Regions from separate parts of the Mus musculus genome. Here all the other regions are linked to region 1. Evidence: chromatin contacts called from public Hi-C and HiChIP or PLAC-seq data. All regions are on one chromosome and are shown on one strand. Each heading gives the region's core, a stretch centred on a gene start, on an enhancer-like site or on the middle of the called end of the contact. The rest is flanking DNA. Distances are from core to core; before and after follow the strand shown. Region 1 overlaps Ehd3 (EH-domain containing 3). Region 2 holds the start of Memo1 (mediator of cell motility 1). Region 3 overlaps Capn13 (calpain 13).

Region 1 (2,863 bases), core at 227-2,726:
TCTTCCCTGCTCTGAACCTCATGGTCTGTCCCACTAGGAGACTGGCCAATGGGATCTTCAGAATTTCTTCTGTTCCCTGGCTACTGTGCCAGGAGTGGACTTCTGAATGGTACCACCTGCAACCATTTATTTTCATCCCTGATGATGGCACTCCTGAGGGAGCAGGAGGATGGTTGCTTCCGAAACTCTGACAGTGTCATGGCATGACTATACTTCTCTGCTCTTCTCGGCTGGGCAGAGAGAACTCAAGGCCACCTGCCTCCCCAACTCTGTTGCCCCTTGTAGAGGCAAAGAGAAAGGGAGCATGCGTAGCCAGGGAGTAGTCACTAAGGATGATGGAGAACAGAGCCCTTTAGGATTCTTGGACAAGTTTGAACACAGTGTGTTTCAGGGGGTGGGGGGTGGCTAGACTGAAAAACAGTGCATGGAGCTACCCTTGGATAGGACTGGGCAGACAGAGGACAGTCCCGGAGCATCTGTGCTGGGCACTAAAGGATGCTGCCTGAGAAACGCAAACCTACAGAGGGAGGGCTCAGGAACAATGAGAACCACAGAGGCCCAGCTTCCTGGTCCTTAGTACTTGAGGAGTATCAGCAGATGGATTCGGGCCTCTACTCTGATGTTTCTAACCTTCTTGGTCAAGACCTTAGTAGTGCTACTCTTTATAAGGTTCCCAGATGATTCAAACACACAGCCAGGGCATTATAGTGGTCTCTGTATCAACCCTGTCATTTTCTTAATAATAACTGCTAACATATAACAGCAATTCTGAGTGTCACATTTTATTCAGAACGTCTGGTTATACTGTCTTCTGTTCCCCACAGTGGCACTTGAGGTAGGCTCCGAGGAAGCTGAGAAGGGTTATGTGACTTTCTCAAGTACTAGGGCTGGAACCCATGCCCCCACCCCCAGCAGGGAGACATTGCTGCTGCTCTTCTCCCATCTTTGATTCCTCTAAGAAATCACCTCCCAGAAAGCTCACCAAGGCCCAGGCAAAGTCCAGTCTCCCTGGCTCAAGTTTGAGCTCCTTGCCATCCGTTGCCTCTCTAGGGTGGGCAGGATCCAAGGAGACCTACTGGGTTTCCTCTGGGTCCCCAGCAGGCTAGCTGTGCCTTCAGGAAACTATCCCATGTTGCCTGGGTGGGGTTGCTATGGACCTGGTCCCCAAGGAGCCCGTGGAGCAGCTGCAGTAGCCTCAACCCCAGAGGAAGCTGTTGATCTGCTCAGAGACTAATGACAGCAGCAGTGTGGGGGAGCCTTTGAAGTCGTGGGTTGCCTTGGGGATCCCCTCTAACCTCTACTATTCCAGTCTAGCAACTGGGAGTATCAAGGAGGGATTTCTTCCAGTCAGAACATCCTTTTGAGAGCCTGTGGTGGAGCTGCGATCAGAGAAAAACAAAGCCACACATAGGACTGTGCTTTCCGCTCTCTTGGTGAACCTTTCCCTTGAGAACTTCCTGAGTGAGACAGGACCCCGGGCTTTCTATGACGAGTATGCCCTTTAGAGGGTACCTATTGTAAACACCGTGGCTTCAGTACCTCCCTCCACCACACAGGGCATCCTAGTTCAGGCTTACTTCTTGCCTGTAATATGCCAGACATTGTTCTAACTGTTCTATGGTCATCTCGTCTAATATTCATATCCAGTGGGCTGTTAGCATGATGATCCCCTCTGTCAAATGCCACCTAGGACAGTGGTTCTCAGCCTTCCTAAGGCTGTGACCCTTTAATTCATGTTGTGTATGACACCGTTCATGTTGGAGTGTCCTCCCAACCATAAAATTAGTTTTGTTGCTACTTCATAACTGTAATGTTGCTGCTGTTATGAACTGCAATGCAAATATCTGTGTTTTCCGATGGTCTTAGGTGACCAAGGGTTGCTCAACTCCCAAAGGGGTCATGACCCACAGGTTGAGAACTGCTGGCCTTGGGAGTAAATCTACCTTGTAGACTGTTGTGGAAGTTAGATGAGTTACATGTGTTACTTATTCAACTGGTACCCTTTACAGAGCATCTTTTCTTATTTTAAAGGGGAAGAGACCAAAGTTAATTTGCCCCATGTGCACATCAGTTACAGATAGCCTAGGATTTGAGCCTGGCATTTGGATTTAACACCAATGCCTCTCATGACCATAGCCACTGTCTCCTCTCACGACCTAAGCCTTCTCCTGGAAATGCATCCACCTCTGGGGACAGGCCAACAATGATGCCCTGCATCCCCACATGGAACTAGAAGCAAAACGTGATATAAGCTCCAAAAGTATATCGTTTGGCAAGAAGCTGGTTAGAGCCAGGGCCTGGGACCCACAAACTTGGGAATACATGTCTCCAGAAACTCAGCCCCTGGCTGTTCACTCAGCCTCAGTGACTGCAGGTATATATGTATATGCATATGTATATGTGTATGATCTATATGCATATGCTCTTGCTATCAGATGGCAGGAGCAGGTCTTGACCCTGTGGTTTTCAAAAGGACACCGAGAAACAGTAAGGCCGGATTCCCTGTGAGAATCTTTGTGCTGATTTGGGTCAGTCGATGTCGGCTGCTCCATGTCCTAATGCAGACCCATCGAGGAGGTGTAGCAGAGTGTGGATGGGACAGCTGAACTAGAGGGATGGAAAGAACCATTCTGAGGCAGCCTCAAAAATGCCCAGAATGAATGAGGCCACAGCGGCAATGAGCTAATGTTCTTTAGAAGGCGTCTCAGATTCCAGCTCTGGAAGACATGCTGTACTCAGCAGATGAACAAAGGGTGACACTGCCCAGCCTAACAGGTCAGCTCCCTGGGGAGTTGTGGAGCCACTGCCTGAGGTGGCCGGCCAAAGGGTTCTGGGTTGGTCTGCTGGCTTCTTACACTCACAG
Region 2 (2,863 bases), core at 195-2,694, 480 kb before region 1:
AGGCAGCTAGACATCTACTTTGGACTTCTCCAGGATCTAGTTTAATGTGAAACTAAGATATACCCGGTGTATGATTTCTTTCCCAAATACTTTCTGGGAGTTGGGGAACTGTTACACTTCCTGGGTTTTGGAATCCAGCACTTCAAAGCCAAACAAACCACTTCCTTTGTGATTCTACCCAACTGGTAAAGGAATTCTTTTGCTGCGTGGAATACTTACGTGGAATACTGGGATTTTATAAGTGAAGGGTGACATTTGTAGTATTCCTTACCCCGTCTGGTTCCTCATACGCATTAACTCATAATCCTTGGTACCCCTCCCTCACGAACGTCACCCCCATTTAACACAGTAGGAAATAACTGAGACAATCTTTGCCACATTGCAGTTATACCTAAAATACAATTAGTAAATTTAACTGTGTCGAAGACATTAGGTCGTAAGGGGCGAGCCTGGGAAGCGAAGGTTACATTTTGACAGGGTCGGTCCTCCACCCCCCCATATTCTCCCATCCCAGTACGCCTCGCAGCGCGATGTCTCTGCCAGCGAAACTTCGCGGCGTGGCCCCAGACTTGCATTCCTGGGCGATACCCCGAGGGTGGGAACCCCACCAAGGACGCCGGGGAAGGGGGAACCCCGACGGGACTCGGCAGGCAGCGATCGCGTGTGTGTTGTGTGTGCTGAGCCAGCGGCGCACGGGGACAAGCCAGGCGGCTGGGGGGGGGGGGGGGGGAAGGGGCTCACCCCGCCTCGCGGCTGCGTCCTGCGCCCCGCGCCCTGCCCCCAGCCTCTGCTGGCGCTAAACCCCGGAGAGCGGAGCGTGCACGCTGAGCCTCCTCGGCGGGCCCGGCCGCGGCGCTGGGCATGCTCAGTGGGCCGGCCCCGGTAGAGCGGCGAGTAAGGACGCGTGGGCTCCCCAGGCTCTGCCTTTCCCGGGTTCAGGCCCCGGCCCCGGGCTGTGTGTGTGTGTGTTGGGGGGGAGGTGGCACCGATCGCCGCCGCCCTCCGGCTCGCGGCCTCCCGACCCGGGATGGCGCGGGGCCGGTCCCGCTTCCGCCGTTGAGCGCGCGGCACGGCGGGCGGAGGCGCGGGGCGGGGCGGGGCCGGCGGGCGCGCGGCGGGAGGGAGGCCTCGGTGGTGGGGGCGGGGCGGGGCGGGGCGGTGGGGAAGGGCGCGGAGTCACGGGGGTGGGGTCAGCGGGAGGCTCGGCAGGCCGCGCGCGGCGTGGCCGGGGGGCGGCTCGCGGAAGCAGCTCGGGCAGGGGTAGGGGCGGCGGCGGCGGCGGCGACTCCGCGGCCGCGCGGCTAGGGTAAAGCCGCCGTGGGCCCCATCTTCCGGCGGCCGGCGGAGTTTGTGGTGATTGTTGCCGCCCTCCGCCCTGGCTGCCATCTCCTCCTCTTCCTCCTCCTCCTCCTCCTCCTCCTGGGCCGGGCTGGTCCCCTCCCCGCGGCCGCCTCCTCCTGGGCTGGGCCCGCGGCGTCTCGTCCCCTCGCGGAGCCGCCGCCGCCGCCGCCTCCTCATTCATCCTCGTGCACCATAGGCGGCACAGGCACCAAGATGTCCAACCGAGTGGTCTGCCGGGAAGCCAGCCACGCCGGGAGCTGGTACACCGCCTCAGGTAAGGGCGCCAGGCCGCCGGGGTGGTCGAGCTGGGCAGCCGGGGCCCGGCGGGCGGGGACTCGGGCGGCGGGCGGAGGGCGCTGACCGCGTGCCGAGGGATCGGGGCCGGGCCGCGCCGCCTCCCCCACCCGGCGCTCGGGCAGGCGGCCTGGCGCCCGCGGAGTTGGGCGAGGAGTTGCCGGCCGGCCCCGGCCAGGGCGAGCGCGGGCTCCGCGGCTCCGCGGACGGCCTCTGCGGTGGGGAAGGACGAGTTGGCGCGGTCCTCGTTGCCAGAGGCTGGCCGAGGGGACCGCAGTTTTTGCTCCCACCCTTGGGGCACCCAGCGCCCCTGGAAGGAGTGACAGGCAGTACTTTTTCTACCCTATCTCTCGTGTTGCTACTCTTGGTCTCTCTCGCTTGGAAGATCTGTCAGACCTGGGCCTCTCGGGGGGATTTGTCGCTTTGTACGTGGAGATTCGGGCAGAGCTGCTGCCAGGCAGGGGCTCTGGGTGGCCTCCAAGGTCTTTTGTCAGTGTTTGCATTGTTACTGTCATTTAGGGGCAGCTGGAGATGGCATCAGCACTTTTCCTGAGCAACCTCTTTGGTATCCTGTGTTCAGCACCGAGCCGGGGCTGGACGACCTGCCTAGTTTAGCTTACGTTTTGAGAGAATTTTGTCTGCACTGTCTTCAAAAAACCATGTGTAGTTCTTTGGGTGAGAAAGGGTAGGGCCGTTTCCCTCCAGTACAACTCTCTTCACAAGGATTGTTTTCTGAGATTATTTTCAGGGGTCACATTTCTGCTTTGGTAACAAAGAAAAGTTCCTCCGTGATTCCTGTTGGTCTCTAGGCCATCTGTGCTTCTCAGCAACTGGCCCTAACCATATTTCCCTTTGCAAGTACTAGGGTTGGATAGTGACATGATTCTTTTGGGAAAACGGAAAATCTGGAAGGCAGTTTTTTTTTTTTCCCTGAGATTGTTCAACCAGCTGCAGAAGTACATGCATCTTGTTGGTCCACAGCGGATTTGCCCTGCTAAGACACAAAAGAATGACATGGTTGGGTTTGGAACTACTGCTAACAGGTGGCTGTAGTTTTTGCGTTAGATAAGTATGACATTTTATGGTCCTGAAGTACTTCATAGACTTTTAATCAGTTCTCACTACCTGAGAATGTCAGTTCTTGTGCCAGTATATGGGGAAACAGAAATTTAGTGCTGCACCCCAGACTAGGCCTGTGGTAAAATAGGAATTGTGTAAGTCAGGTCTC
Region 3 (2,863 bases), core at 107-2,606, 450 kb after region 1:
ACACCTGCATGGTTTTTGAAGGGTTTAAGTACTATCCATATGTCTATCTTCTTCACCCAGGAAACACAGGCCATGGCTACATTCCTGACCATCAGTCAGCTTACTTTTTTGTCTATATTGAATATTATTTATGCACATATATCAATACTTTATAAAATACACACACACACACACACACACACACACACACACACCTGGCAACAGTCATTCTATCCGGTGTTCTTGCATAGAAAAAGCATGTTTGATCAGTCCTAGTAATGAGAGAAGAATGAGATGATCATGATTCCTAAGATAAAACTGGCCAAAACCGGCCCCCTTGTCCCAGAGCACCCTTGTTTGTTTATCATGACGCCTTTCTGGGTGCTAAACAGAACAGTCATAAAAGTTGATAAGTCACAGTTCCTCAGAATCACACTGTCCCTCTCAGTCTCATTTGATCTCAACCTTAGCCTTCTAGGTAATTCTTTTATCTTACCATTTGACAAATGGGAACTGACTCAAGATAAAGTAAGTGTGTTGCCTAGTAACTGTTATTAAATAATAAGAGGCAAAAACCAAACACCAGGCACCATTCTACCAACTGGACAGTATCCACTCTATCTATACACAAGTAGTCCAAAGTTGAATGAATGGCCTTCTTGAGTACCCTTTGGGACTATAATTAACTTTCCTTAATGACCCTCAATAGCATCCCTATTTTCCGAACTTTATTCCAACACAGCTTACTGGTTGCTTCAGGAGGACCATTCATCCAGTTGTATCACAGCCAGTTGTAGTACCCTGGCTTGTTAAAGACCATGAAAACATCTTTTCCTTGTTTCCACTGACATCTCAGTCTCTGTCTCCATCCCTGCTCTGTTATCGTGTCCTCCGGTGTGTACGACCATCCTGAGTCATCCAGCTTTGCAAAGGGTGGTGTGGGTGAACACTCACATCCACCCACTTTAGCAAGCTCCCCTGGGAGAGACATACCCTCATCCAATTCAGCCCTACACTGCAAGTCCTGATGCTCCATCCAGTCCAATGGAAACCAACAAAGACACTTAGAAGGCTGGCTTTGTAATGAATGTTCCTCATTTGCTGATGTCCCCGGGTGAACCGCTTAGAGTTGAATACTAAAGATGAAAGTGGTCTGCTTTGGAGAGGAACATCTGGCACATTTATGCTCTTAGCAGTAAGAGCGCTGGGCACTTTCACTTCTCTCTTACAATAGCAAGGCCAGTGTGACACGAGGACAGAAAGGTCAGAGTTAGGCTGTCACTGTTCAGTCCTCCTGAGCCAGCCACAGAGTTCTGCCTCCAGGCCTTCCGCCCATTCTGTCTTCATTATTTGAGGTGCATTTGCAATATGCCTGTCATGCTTCCTTCCCAGAGCCCTGAGCTCTGGGTCAGCTGTCCTGCCTTGTCACAGCCCTGTACCTGCCACTCCTCTTGTTATTTAACATATGTTCCCCCTGCTGCCCTGTGTGTGCAAAAAAAGATCTGGAGTCTCCTGTGTCTGTTTGAAGCTCACAAAGGATATGTCAAAATAAAGCTACAGTTAATTGCAAAGTACACCCCACGCATCCTTCTTCCCTGCCTGGATTTCCCTGAGCTGCTTGCCCTTTTCTTTCTTGATTTGTACCACACTAGTTTTTCCTTTTGCCCTTGGAGATGACATACATATGCCCTTTGGGCTGGGTTTTGCTCTGGATGGAGTTTGTTGCTGGGTGATAGAAGCTGTGTTCCAACAATATTTTGGCCTTGGTCGGAAAGATGCAGAAGCCCCTTACTGAGCTCCTGTGTCTGAGGGGGGAAGATATCCCAGGGGCAGGGCAATGCTGAGACACAGGAGCTCAGGGACCTCACACATATCCTCGTCTTTCTTCCAGTTCTGGCAGTGTGGCCAGTGGGTGGAAGTAGTGATAGATGACCAATTGCCCGTCATAGGCGATAACTTCCTTTTTGTGCATCCTCGAGGAGGCAACAAGGAATTTTGGCCCTGCCTGATGGAGAAAGCCTATGCCAAGTAAGTGTGGGCAAGTGTCTGCCCTGTTTCAATGTTGGCTCACCTGCCCTGTGTCTTGCCCTTACAGATGCTTCCTGCCCCCTGGCCCTGCAGCTTGAATATCTTTTATCAATGCAATTAATGTCCTGAAGGTGGAGGGGGGTGGCCCACACCTTTGATCCCAGCATTGGGAAACTGAATGGGGCATATCTTTGAAGCCAACTTGGTCTACAAAGTGATACCCAGGCCAGCCATGGCTACCTAGTGAAACCTTGTATCAAAACAAATAAATAAACAATGTCCATTTGAGCATTAAAGCTTTTGTTACAAAGCGAAACAATTTCGTAAGTGATTGCCAAATGCAAGGTTTGGTCCTGAGGCTGTGAGGAGGGACACACAGACACAGAGTTAGGTGTGGAATCGGTAGCCCCAAGCTCATGTAACATAGATGATAGACAGATATAAGAATCCAGATGAAATATGGCATTTGAACTAGAATGGTTCCAGCATCCTCCCATGGGTATTAGAAACCGCAATGCTCAACATCCTTCCATAAAATAGAATAGTATTTGCATATAAACTATATAATCCTATATGCCCTAAATCATCTACATATATATTATATATAATATCTAACATGATGTAAACCCTATGCAAAAAGTTGTAATACTATATTGTTTAGGAAATGATGACAAGGGATCTTTGTTTCATGCTCCGTACTGATGAAATTGGTTTCCAACATTTTCAATTCATGGTTGATTTAATAGTGGGTACAAATGTTTCAGAGTCAAAGGACTGACTATAATCCTGCTCGTAGCCTGATGGGGGAAGTGATCCTGACTCCCTGGCTCACAGAGAGACAAGCTGAGGTTGCTGA

Evidence for each region. A called contact is a pair of places that touch in the nucleus more often than the background predicts. HiChIP or PLAC-seq counts read pairs in DNA pulled down with a chosen protein or histone mark.
Region 2: a Hi-C map of CD8 T cells shows a contact between it and region 1, with 2.1 times the contacts expected there. The contact joins the promoter of Memo1 here to the enhancer-like site in region 1. A contact is called at or near these places in 3 of 39 promoter capture datasets (the C10 cell line, cranial neural crest and hippocampal neurons), 6 of 484 Hi-C or Micro-C datasets (CD8 T cells, Th1 cells, cerebral cortex and 3 more), 3 of 115 datasets of contacts at active chromatin or transcription factors (effector CD8 T cells, large pre-B cells and memory CD8 T cells) and 2 of 9 other capture datasets (embryonic stem cells and pancreatic islet).
Region 3: an H3K27ac HiChIP or PLAC-seq map of large pre-B cells shows a contact between it and region 1, with 4 times the contacts expected there. The contact joins two enhancer-like sites. A contact is called at or near these places in 3 of 39 promoter capture datasets (cranial neural crest, hippocampal neurons and liver), 2 of 115 datasets of contacts at active chromatin or transcription factors (VIP interneurons and large pre-B cells) and 2 of 9 other capture datasets (adipose tissue and pancreatic islet).

What each region holds. Positions count from the first base shown.
Region 1 is chr17:73,811,789-73,814,651 of GRCm38.p6, reverse strand. All of the region lies in intron 1 of Ehd3 (EH-domain containing 3), which reads right to left. Among named protein-coding and RNA genes, the nearest start is that of Ehd3, 8.4 kb to the right of the region's middle. Within about 2 kb of position 1,476, at least 55 of the 459 cell types and tissues checked have an H3K27ac peak or open chromatin away from gene starts, as enhancers often do. A contact at or near this core is called in CD8 T cells, Th1 cells, effector CD8 T cells and 1 more, where this site is marked.
Region 2 is chr17:74,293,444-74,296,306 of GRCm38.p6, reverse strand. It overlaps Memo1 (mediator of cell motility 1), which reads left to right and starts at 1,444. Exons shown (of 9, transcript NM_133771.2): 1 at 1,444-1,615. The coding sequence starts at 1,555.
Region 3 is chr17:73,359,539-73,362,401 of GRCm38.p6, reverse strand. Capn13 (calpain 13) reads left to right here. Exons shown (of 23, transcript NM_001033444.2): 5 at 1,871-2,007. Among named protein-coding and RNA genes, the nearest start is that of Capn13, 38 kb to the left of the region's middle. Within about 2 kb of position 1,356, at least 36 of the 459 cell types and tissues checked have an H3K27ac peak or open chromatin away from gene starts, as enhancers often do.